Linked DNA regions of Mus musculus: region 1 is linked to region 2. The links are chromatin contacts, called in public HiChIP or PLAC-seq maps. All regions are on one chromosome and are shown on one strand. The core of a region is the stretch at or near the end of the contact, and the rest is flanking DNA. Distances in the headings are between cores, read along the strand shown.

Region 1 (5,808 bases), core at 2,777-5,276, 130 kb after region 2:
ATGATAATACATACCTGCAATCCCAGCACTCAGATGGCAGAAACAGGAGGATTGCCACAAGTTCCAGGCTAGCCTGGCCTACAGTGTAAGTACCAGGCTAGCCAACATTACATAGTGAGATTCTTTCTCAGAAAACCAAGGGAAGGGCCATGTATGGTGGCACACACCTTTAATCCCAGAAATGGGAAGGTGGAGGCAGGCCCATCTCTGTGAGTTCAAGGCCAGCCTGGTCTATAAAGCAGGATCCAGGACAGCCAGTGCTGTTACACAGATAAATGCTGACTGAAAAACAAAAACAAAAACAAAAAACAAACAAACCAAACCCGAAAACAAAACAATGAAACCAATAAAGTTATGTGCTAGAACGCGATTGTAATGCTAGCACTGCTGTTCTCCACTGCAGAGAAGGTTTAAGGTTAGACCCTGCGACCAACAAACACAAAGTCCAAAATTGAGATCCTATGGCCCTTTGCCAGTCCGGTCTCTGACCCTGCCCCTCCTTGTGTTCTCAGGCCATGGAAAGCAAGCTACTCATTGGGGGGCGGAACATCATGGATCACACCAACGAGCAACAGAAGATGTTGGAACTGAAGCGACAGGAGATTGCGGAACAGGTAAGGCTGCTGGCTTCCGGTTCTCTGAGGCATACGGCCTTGGGGTCATGTGTTGGATAGGCTGGTGCGTAAGCCCTGTTGGACTGGGAATCCGGGAATTATAATGCAAAACCCGCACTACCTTGCTTGGTTTCCCTGGGTGTACCAGCTCGGGGTCTCTCTTTGGGTGAGAGGAAGTGGTAGATTCCCCTGCAGATTCATTGCCTGTATGGCTGTTTCCTAAGTCATCAAGTTAGTTACCAGTCAACTATGATGCTACCGGTAATGCCCCCAAGGTATGCCGGCTCTTAGGGCTGGGGCCTCCATGCACACAGGCCCATACCTGAAAAAGCTGTATTCACAGGGTCTGAAAAAAATGGGTCTGTGTCCACGAACAAGCCAGGTGCTACAACAGGCAGATCGAGCCAGCCCGTGTGCTCCGGTAGCCTTCCCCAGTGGGCGTGGTTTTCCCTTGTGACCCCCTTGCTCTGCCTTGCCCTAGAAACGCCGTGAACGGGAAATGCAGCAGGAGATGCTGCTCCGCGATGAAGAAACCATGGAGCTACGTGGTACCTACTCATCCCTGCAGCAGGAGGTGGAAGTTAAAACCAAGAAACTCAAGAAGGTAAGATGCGCAGCGGGTAAACAGGCCGCTGCCTAAGAGGGTGGGCCTCAAAGGCCCCTCCCCAAAGTTCAACCTCTGAGCTTGGACTGTGGGGTGGGGAGACAGCCAGGAGGCAGGCATCTGGTGCCAGGGTGTCACTTGCAGTGTACTGTGTGGTCATCCTCATGGTCCTGGCTAACTTCTCTACACTGGGAGTCACCAGTGAATCCTAGTTTTGGTAGCTGGGTCAGGGAATGCGGTGTGGCTATGGAAACTTGCGTCCAGGGAGGAAGACAAGGTCCTACACGCCACACCAAGGGACAAGAATCTGCTCACCCGGATCCTGCAGAAGTCATGGACATTTGTGACTTGAGATGGGCCTAGGGTAGGAAGTTCCAGTGTGGACTCAGGAACGAGCCCTGGGAGGCCCCAGGATTATTATTGTGGCCACTTCGAGCTGACCAGGCCCAGTCCTTAAAGCAGTTACTAGTACAGCACTCAGCGGTTAGGAGGGAAATGGGAAAGCCATTGCCGGCTCTCATGCCCTTACTTTTGAGTAGGTTACCTTCTCAACTCATTCTACCTCCAACGCTAACCGTGGATCTCCAAAATGAGACATGGTTCCATCCTTTTTAGTTTGTCTATATTTATTTAATTTTTTGGTTTTTCAAATTGGCACTGGTTTCTCCATGTAGCCCTGGCTGTCCTAGAATTCACACAGTAGATAAGGCTGGCCTCGGACTCAATATACTCACCTGCTTCTGCCTCCCAAGGTCTGGGACTAAAGGTGTGGGCCACCACCATCTGGCCTGGCTCTATTCTTTCTTTATTCAGTTATGACCTTATGACCTTTTAGTTAGTCTACATCTTATTTTCCTCACCTGTAGAAAGAGGATGTCGGGCTGGAGAGATGGCTCAGTGGTTAAGAGCACTGACTGCTCTTCCAGAGGTCCTGAGTTCAATTCCCTCATGGTGATTCACAACCACCTGTAATGGGATCCAATGCACACTCTACTGGTGTGTCTGAAGACAGCTACAGCATACTCATATAACTAAAAATAAATAAATAAATAATTTTTTTTTAAAAGGGAGAAAGAAAATGTCAGGCTAGCATGCATTCCATCAGTTCTCTTTCAGTTTGAACACTTGATGATACAGAGAGAGAGAGAGAGAGATATTGGTGAGTCCCAGTGAGTGGGAGGGACTGAGTCACGGGGAGGACAGTGGCTGCCCTTGAGATAGCCCATCCTGACGGAGTCATAGGGCTAGGCAGCCATTCTGAGTTCAGAGCAGGAAGCCCAGGCTGGGTGACGGGCCTGACTGAACTCTGCTGAGTCACACTTGTGCCTGACTGAACTCCGCTGAGTCACACTTGTGCATGTACAGCTCTATGCCAAGCTACAGGCGGTGAAGGCCGAGATCCAGGACCAACACGAAGAGTACATCCGCGTGCGGCAGGACCTGGAGGAGGCGCAGAATGAGCAGACCCGGGAACTAAAGCTCAAGTAGGGCTGGCTCCTCTTCTGGTTCTGGGTCCCCACAGTCTCCCCCATCCCTCAGGGCTTCTGTAAGAGACTCTTCGGACAGCCATATTTTGACTAAGCACTCACATGTCCATTCTTCCCCCCTTGTTTGCATTTCTGGTTGGGTTGGGTTTTTGTTTGTTTGTTTGTTTGTTTGTTTGTTTGAGACAGGGTCCTCCCACTCTGTAGCTCAAGCTGTCTTGAGGCTCAGCTGTCTTCCTGCCTCAGCTTCCCAGTTACTGGGTTAGCACATGTAGGCAGGCTTGTGCGTCTTCTTGTTTTGGGTCTAAGGTGTATGTATATGCACACCTGTGATTCAAATATGGGGGCCATGGGTTGACATTGACGATGATGATTTTGGAGACTGGGTCTCTCACTGAACCTGGAGCTCATGAGCTAGACCAGCTCTTAAGTTGTTCTACTTCCTCAGCCTGGTTTGATGGCTCCACCTCCCTCTGTCAGAGTGTCTGCTGAGTGCTAGTGGAAAATAACCCCTAGGGCCCTGGGCCCACAGTCTTTGCATTAGAAGCTGTGGTCTTCAAGTTCCATTATTGTGTGGCAATGGCATCCCTTCCACCCTTGTTACCTCCACCCCCACCCCCCCGTTCCCTCTGTGATCTCTGAGATCTCTCCCTCCCTCCCTCCCTCCCTCCATTTCTGCCTTGTACCCACCCCCAGGTACCTCATCATTGAGAACTTCATCCCCCCTGAGGAGAAGAACAAGATCATGAACCGCCTTTTCCTGGACTGTGAGGAGGAGCAGTGGAGGTTCCAGCCACTGGTGCCAGCTGGAGTGTGAGTTCCAGTGGCCGTCTGTCGGGACCTAGGGACTTGCAAGCCTCTCCCAGGGTCATGAGTGGTGAGGGGCTTGAGACCCTGTTCCAGGTCGGGTCTTGGGGAGTGGATTAAGAGGTGCACATGGATGAGTTTTGCCAGGATCTATCCTGTATGGATCACCATGAAGGAAGTGGTCAGGATGGAAAAGGAGCCTGTAAGGGGAGGGGCTTGTGGTGGGAAGCGCTTCTGTCCCCAGTGGTTAGTTCCGGTGGATACATGCATGGGCTTGTGTTGGTTGCCAGAAATTAGCAACAGTTGTTAATATTTGCTCAGCTCTGCTGTGTAAGAATACAGGCAGAAGTTAAGTCAGACATTTCTGAGCTTGTGGTCCAGAGGGAAAGATGGAGAAGTGTCATGACTGGGCACCATAGAGGCCTGCTGCAGTCTTTCTAGCTTCTCAGCTGGGTGTTCAGCAATTCCAACTGTTTCTACCCTGGAGAGCTTGAAGTCTGCACATGATGTGCAGCTGCATCAGTTAGCTGGGTGTGCAGCGCCCTCTGCTGGTAGCTGCGTAGAACGAGGCGGACCATACAAAGCGGACGGAGTGCCTCTTGCAGTGGGACCAAATCTGTATATAATGATGGAAGGATAGTACTTCTCTGGAGATTCTTTACTCTCTGTAACCTAGGGACGCTACTTCCACGGCAGGGCAGGATCCTCCCCAGAGCTGGGATCGAAGCTAGTATGAGGTTGGTAGTGTCTAAGTGCATACAACCGTTTGGGACAGGTCTGCTAGTGTACATTTTTAATCCCAGCACTGGGGAAGCACAGGCAGGATTTCTGTGAGTTTGAGTCCAGCTTGGTCTAGCAAAGTTCAGGCCAGCCCAGGGCTGTATATAGAGATCCTATCTCACAAGCAAAGCAAAGCAAAACATTATCTTCCATTACCACATACAATGGTTATTTTTAGGAAGTTTCATACTGAGAGAATTTAATTCTATTTATAGGTTATATTCACTTTTTCCAGTTCCCTAATTATATAATTTACAGATGTTTCCCTTCCCCTAGCCCTGAGATCATTATTACATTTAAATGCCTGTTTAATCTGCAATTGAGAAGGGATATTTGTTTTTGTTTTTTTCCTTGAGACAAGAGTCATGCAATGTAGCCAAGGCTGGCCTGAAATTCACTGTGTAGTTCAGGCTGGCTTTGAACTCCTGAGTTCAGTCCTCCAGATCCCTGCCTCAGGAATGCTGAGGTTACTTGTATGTGTGACATGTGCCCTGTTTAATTGAGGAAAGGAAACAAATGGGGACAGCATATGACATGTACGTATGACAGTTCCACCATGAGACCCATTTCTTTGCATTCTAACTTAATTTTATTTTAAAAACATACTTTATTTTATTTTTTTAATTGCCAACTAGTCACTTTCCTTCTTAAATTTTTATTTAAGTTTTTATTGCATTTAGCTGTGTGTTGGGAGATAGGTGAGCTTGACCCAGCGTTCATTTGATGTCAGAGGACAACTTACAGAAGTTGAGTCTCTCTACCATGTGGGTCCCAGGGATTGAACTCAGCTTGCCAGGCCAAAGCACAAGTGCATGATTTGTGTGTGTGTGTGTGTGTGTGTGTGTGTGTGTGTGTGTGTGTGTGAGTGTGTGTATGAGTGTGTGCATGCTCTGTGTGTGGATGAGAGTGTGTGTGATTTGTGTGTGTGTGTGTGTGTGTGTGTGTGTATGAGTGTGTTCATGCTCTGTGTGTGGATGAGTGTGTGTGTGTGTGGATGAGTGTGTGCATACTTTGTGTGTGTGGATGAGTGTGTGTGTGTGTGTATGAGTGTGTGTATGAGTGTGTGCATACTTTGTGTGTGTGTGTGTGGATGAGTGTGTACATGCTTTGTGTGTGTCTGTGTATGTTTGTATGTGAGTTTGAGGTAAGCACTCATGAAGGCAGGTTGTACCTGCCCCTTTTGCCCTTTTTATGTACTTGAGGCTGTCCTTGAACTCCTGATCCTCCTGCTTCCACCTCCCAAATCTGGGATTACAGGCATGAGCCAGCATACTTAGTTGAGTCAGGGTCTCACTATGTAGCCCAGGCTAGCCTTGCTCCTCTGTCTTAGGCTTCCCAGGGCTGGGATTGCAGGAATGTGCAACCTCATCTATTTGAGGCAATTCTTTAAAATTAAAAAATTATTTTTTCTCTTTAGTTTAACTTTATGTTTTATGTGCATGCGGGCTCTGCCTGCCTGTATGTCTGTGCATCACGTGCTTTCTTGGTGGCTACAAAGGCCAGAAGGTGGCACAGGATC
Region 2 (5,789 bases), core at 1,028-3,527:
ATGTATTTTCCTTACTCTCTGAGGCCTTCTATCACCCCATTATTTAAAATTGTTCCTTCTTGTCTTGACCCCCATTTGTCTGCAAACTTCCACCCTCTTCCCTTTCTAGAACAGTTCTTCATATATTGATGTATTTTCCTTACTCTCTGAGGCCTTCTATCACCCCATTATTTAAAATTGTTCCTTCTTGTCTTGACCCCCCAGCACCACAAAACAAAAGCCAAAAGTGCCAAAGGTCTTCCTCAACATAACAGGAACACAGGCGAGTTGGTTTGCTTTCAGGTCTTTCCTGAGGTGGTATAAACTGACCAATAATTCTACTCCTTTAGAGAAAGCTTCAAGTCTCCTACATGTAATGCAGCTGAAATGTGCCTTGGGAAAGTGGTGTCAGGACTCAGGTTAGTGTCTCACTATAGTTTAGGTAGCCTAAGAAACTTTCATTACTCTACTATGAATATCACCAACATTTCCTGCTTCCCCATCCCTAGTCATTCACATCACAGAGTCAGCAAATTATACACATATTTCAGGGTTAAATCTATGACTAAATTTTCTACTAAAAAGGAACACAACACACTTAGCTAAACCTACATCATGTTACCTACAGGTTTATAATGTTAGCTATGAAATATTAACATTAAAGATATTAAAATATTAATGCTTCCCAAAGAGTAATCACCATTTTGTGTTTATAGAAATTTGTTTTAATCAGCTATTCACTGTTACTTGATTTATTAATAACCCGTTTTCTTATTTTGGTGGGGGAGGCACATCATGCCAAGACACGTATGTGGAGATCAGAGGACAATTCTGGGGAATCAGGTAACGCCTTTACCATGTGGGTTCTGAGGATCAAATTCAGGTTGTCAGGTTTGGTGAGCCATCTAACTGGACCTGTTTTAAAAAAATTTGTCTTCATTTTTCAGAACCATAACACCTATTTATAGCCTCTAATTTCTGTTAGAATAACCCAGATAAATTTTTTAAAGTTTTCTATGTCCATTTTAATTTGCATACTTTATACATTTATACTTTTCTTTCTTTTTGGTTTTTGTTTTTTAAGACAGGGTTTCTCTGTGTAGTCCTTGGCTGTCCTGGAACTCTGTAGACCAGGCTGGCCTCAAACTCACATAGACCCTCTGCCTCCTGAGTGCTGGGATTAAAGGCATGTACCAGCACACCTGGCTTACATTTATACCTCTCAATTTAACTGTACCTTATCAAAATGACCTGGCTCCCTTGTTTTGTTTTTTAAACATGGCAACATGTAGCCAGAGCTTTCCTAGAATCTGCTATGTAGCCTTGAATTCCTGATCATCCTGTCTCTAATCTCCACATACTGAGATTACAAACATATGCCATCAGGCTTGGCTTGATCTGGGATGCTCCAATACATGGATTCTCACTATGCTAAGTAGCCTCCAGCAACTAAGGCAATGAGCAACATATGATGATGATAATGATATGAACACACACATGCTCATGTGCAAACACATTTAGGTGCCTATAGTTCAAAATCCCCTAAAGCTAGAGCTACAGGTAGCTGTGAGCTGCCTGATGTTGGTGCTGGGAATTGAACTTGGGTCCTCTGTAGAAGAAGGTCTTGCTTTTAACCACTGCACTATCTCTCTAACAACTTTAAACCAAGAGAAAAAGCTTCCTGCCTCACTACCTTTGCTCAAGGATAAAGATGCCTATTGTTAGTGATACTACTTTTAGAATGTCTCACACCACAGTCCAAATCTAATCCAGTGCTCTAGATTCAACCCAAAAGAAAAACTGATGTTAAATATGTGAAGAGCAATTAAACACTGCATGCTTTATAATTCCCCTTTTTTAAACCATAACATATACTTCTAAGCCTATTTTCACTTTTTTCCTGTTTTCAAAACCAAGCAGTTTTTCCCTGCCATTAGAATTATTTTTTACCAATCTAATTAGTATGATTAGGTTGTTAAAACAAAGCAAAAGTAGAATTTTCCTTGCACAAAATTAAGTATGTACAGATGAGAGAATGTTGTAAAATACTATTATTGCCAATGACACCCTACAAAAGGAGTGCTACATTCCAAGGAGTCAAAGCACTGCCCCTCCCTCAGTCCACACGGTGGGTGAAGCCCTGTGCTTTGGACACTGCTGAGACAGTTATTTTTACTTTGGGCAATAATTTCCAGTTCCTAAAAGGTCACAGGTTGCTTGTTCAGGAAGGGCAGTCTAGAAGACACTGAATAAATGGCAAAGGAGAGTCTTGCTGTAAACTGAAAGCAAATTGCACCAATACAGGAAGGAAGAATGCTTACCATATCTGTAGCTTGATCTTCTTTCCTTGTAGTTCCACTGTTTTGATCTTAAAGTCTATTCCTGTAACACAGGGAAGATAAACTGTAATTGATGCTTTACTTGGCAACAGCCAATTTTTCGAAACTCAAAATAGTTTTAAAAACTTAAATACTTAATATTTTACTTGGAGATTTTAATGTCTATTCCTTTTAAAAATTATTTTTTTAACTGTAGACAGAAAAATCCCAAGTTGCCCCACCACTTTGTTTTGTTTTGTTTTGTTTTGTTTTGTTTTGTTTTGTTTTTGACAAAGTCTAACTTTGTAGTCTTAACTTTGTGGTCTGGAACTTGGTATGTTTAGACCAGGCTAGCCTCCAACTCATGGACATCTACTTGCCTTTACCTCCCCCAATGCTGGGACTTTACACTCTTACAGTACAGAATGAACATGTGCCACAATGTATTCTGACCCCACAAATTAAATGAAAATCAATAACAAAACACTTATCTAGGAAAATTGCAAAACATTCTGAAATTCATGAGTCATAGAAAAAAATAATAAAAATTTATGGGGAAAATCAAACTAAAATGAAATTTTGTGAGACACAGGCTGGCAAGAAGGCTCAGTCAGTAAAGTGGTAGTTACATGAGTATCTTATCTCTGAACTTGCCGGTCAGCAAATCTAGCCTATCAGTATACTCCAGGTTCAGTGAGAGACCCTGTCTCAAAAAATATCATGTGGAAGCTTGTGAGATGCCTCACCCAGCAAGAGCAGTACTTTCTGCTAAGCCTGACAGCCTAAGTTCCATCCCTGGGGCCCAGATAGTAAAACGAGAAAACCATAAGCCATAAGTAGTCCTCTGACCTCCACATGCATGCCCCCTCCCTCAAATAAGCATGTAAATAAATATATTTAAAACGAAATCCCAAAACATAAGGTGGACAGTGATTGAGAAACACTAGCTACAGCCTCTTGCCTGCATACATGCATGTATACCAGGCACATACACACCTTCTTTTAAGTAGCCTGGTGGTGGTATGACCCGCTTTTAATCCCAGTACTCAGGAGGCAGAGGCAGGGGAATCCCTGTGAGTTCAAGGCCAACCTGGTGTGCAGAACAAGAAAATAGCCTCTTCTTTACTCAGGTTTGGTTCTCAGCGAATGTCAATGTTATCTGTCATCAAGCCCTAGCTAGATAGCAATTAACAATAAAAACTATTTAAAATTCAAACACCTAAAGGTAAACCAAAGTTCAGAACAAATGTACTGCCATCTTAACAAACAGATAGCCAGGCAGTGGTGGCACATGCCTTTAATCCCACACTTGGGAGGCAGAGGCAGGCGGATTTCTGAGTTCGAGGCCAGCCTGGTCTACAGAGTGAGTTCCAGGACAGCCAAGGCTACACAGAGAAACCCTGTCTTGAAAAACCAAAACAAACAAACAAACAAAAATTAGATAAAATCTAAAGGTGACTAGAACCGGTTAGGTGATCCCAGTATCTATACTGCCCCCACTGCTTCCATGACAACAGAAAGGGTGACAATTTATCAAGTACACATCATTTCTGAAGTTCACGTATTTTAAAAATCTGCAACTACTTTTTCTAGGGGAGGAATTAATATTTGAGTCTTGTGTTCTGGGGGCTGGGGGGGGGGGTGTGGGAGAAGAGACTGATTATTAATCAGACTCTCTTTCTGTCTCTTTTCATCTTTAAGTAGCCCAGGATAGCTATGAATTCTTGGGTTCTGCCTCAGCCTCCAAGTGCTGGGCTTAAAGGTATGTGCCACCAAGATTAACACACTCATTTTAATAACTAGCCTCTCAACAAAGCATGCTGGCATCCACAATCCATAATGTTCCTCTTTCTAAAATCTTGAATTTCTTTTCCCCCTGATTTTGAGTTTGTCAAATTATTATCCAATTTTTCTAGGTTGCCCTGATTCACCATAGCTAATGAAAAGGAAAAAGGAACATTTACCAGCATTACCTTTAGAGCTACAGCCTATATTTTTGTTTCCTTGGGAATAACTGTCCTAACATAACCTAGAAGACTGATTAAGACCAACGATTCCAGCTAGGCATATAGTTTACTAGTCTTAATTGATAACCCTGACAACCAATACTATTTTAGGAAATATGACTAAAGAGAATAAAATTGAGACAATCTCTAAAACCCTTGGGATAAAAATATGAAATCACTGGAAAATGTATATTTCAAATGATCTGCTTAATTCATCAAGATAAAAAGATCACCCTAGGAGCTGTAGAGATGGCTCAGCAGTTAAGAGCACTGGCTGCTCCTCCAAAAGATCCAGTTCAATTCCAAGCACCCAGGCTTACAACTGTTTATCTCCAGTTCCAGAGGATCGGATGCCCTCTTCTGGCCTCCTCAGGCACTGGACATATATGGTGCACACACATACATGCAGATAAAACACCCAAGTTCATAAAAACAAAATCAATAAAAGTTAAAAAGAAACATCACTTGAATGCTTTCAGGACTATACTTAATCAACATCCTCCATGAGCTATTTAAAACATAAAACCAAAGAAATTTGCCTTTGAATTCAAAGAGTCATCAAGTACAGCACAAAGTTATCAAGACACATCCATCACAGAAAAATTTAAAAACACTGTGAATGGAGTTTATAAATGCTTGCAGAAAAATAAAACAAGTCCCATTAAAGGGCAATTCTAAACATCTCAAAAGCAGCAGTAGGACCCAAAAGATAAAAAGTGTCAGGAGAGCTTGATGGGAGGCGTGGTTAGTAAAACGCTTGCTGTGTTGTCCTAGCTTCATTTCTGCTGCTGTGACAAAAGCCTGACAAAAAGCAGGAAGGTGGTTTACTGTAGCTCACAGTCAACCATAGACTAGAAAATCCCAGTGGCAGGAGCTTAAAGCAGCTGTCATGTCACATCAATAGTCCAAAGCAGAGAGACATGGATGCACCCCACACACACACTCACTTGCTCACTTGTGTGTAGCTAGCTCCATTTGTCCAGTTGCACACACTTCAGAATCCTCTACCTAGAGAATGGTGCTTCTAACAACAGTGGCTAGTCTTCCTAAGTCAATAGACTTAATGAAGACAATACTCTACAGACACACCAACAGGACAGTCCAATATGAACTCACTGAGACTCTTTCCAGGTGATTCTAGGCTGTGTGAAGTTGACAATTTTATCTAACCATCACACTGTGCAAGCATGAGGTCCTTGAGTTCAGATCCCAGTGTGGGAGTACATCTTTTAATTCCAGCACTAGAGCAGGAGATAGGGGTGAAGAAAGGAGGGCCCAAGGTGAGTAAGAGGTTCTATCTCACAAAATTTGGCCTCTGGACCTCTCATGTATACATATGAACACAGAATATATGCATACACCACAGACACACCAACTTTTTTCAACACCAATACCAACTGAAAGCTATTCTCAATCATAAAAGATAGCAAAGAATTCAGCCCCTGTGTGTAAAGTAAGACACAGTGTCTCAGAGTGTGACACCATA

What was found. HiChIP or PLAC-seq counts read pairs in DNA pulled down with a chosen protein or histone mark.
Region 1: an H3K27ac HiChIP or PLAC-seq map of trophoblast stem cells shows a contact between it and region 2, with 9 read pairs. The contact joins two enhancer-like sites. A contact is called at or near these places in 2 of 15 datasets of contacts at CTCF or cohesin (the NIH/3T3 cell line and stem cell-derived epiblast-like cells), 27 of 484 Hi-C or Micro-C datasets (the AML12 cell line, the C3H10T1/2 cell line, the Patski cell line and 13 more), 10 of 115 datasets of contacts at active chromatin or transcription factors (bone marrow-derived macrophages, embryonic stem cells, extraembryonic endoderm stem cells and 3 more) and 5 of 9 other capture datasets (adipose tissue, bone marrow-derived macrophages, embryonic stem cells and 2 more).

Annotation. Positions count from the first base shown.
Region 1 is chr12:3,387,040-3,392,847 of GRCm38.p6, forward strand. It overlaps Kif3c (kinesin family member 3C), which reads left to right. Exons shown (of 8, transcript NM_008445.2): 2 at 513-614; 3 at 1,096-1,218; 4 at 2,584-2,702; 5 at 3,399-3,515. Among named protein-coding and RNA genes, the nearest start is that of I920046F24Rik, 24 kb to the left of the region's middle. Within about 2 kb of position 4,027, at least 53 of the 459 cell types and tissues checked have an H3K27ac peak or open chromatin away from gene starts, as enhancers often do. A contact at or near this core is called in bone marrow-derived macrophages and trophoblast stem cells, where this site is marked.
Region 2 is chr12:3,262,389-3,268,177 of GRCm38.p6, forward strand. It overlaps Rab10 (RAB10, member RAS oncogene family), which reads right to left. Exons shown (of 6, transcript NM_016676.5): 2 at 2,301-2,361. Among named protein-coding and RNA genes, the nearest start is that of Rab10os, 29 kb to the left of the region's middle. Within about 2 kb of position 2,278, at least 31 of the 459 cell types and tissues checked have an H3K27ac peak or open chromatin away from gene starts, as enhancers often do. A contact at or near this core is called in bone marrow-derived macrophages and trophoblast stem cells, where this site is marked.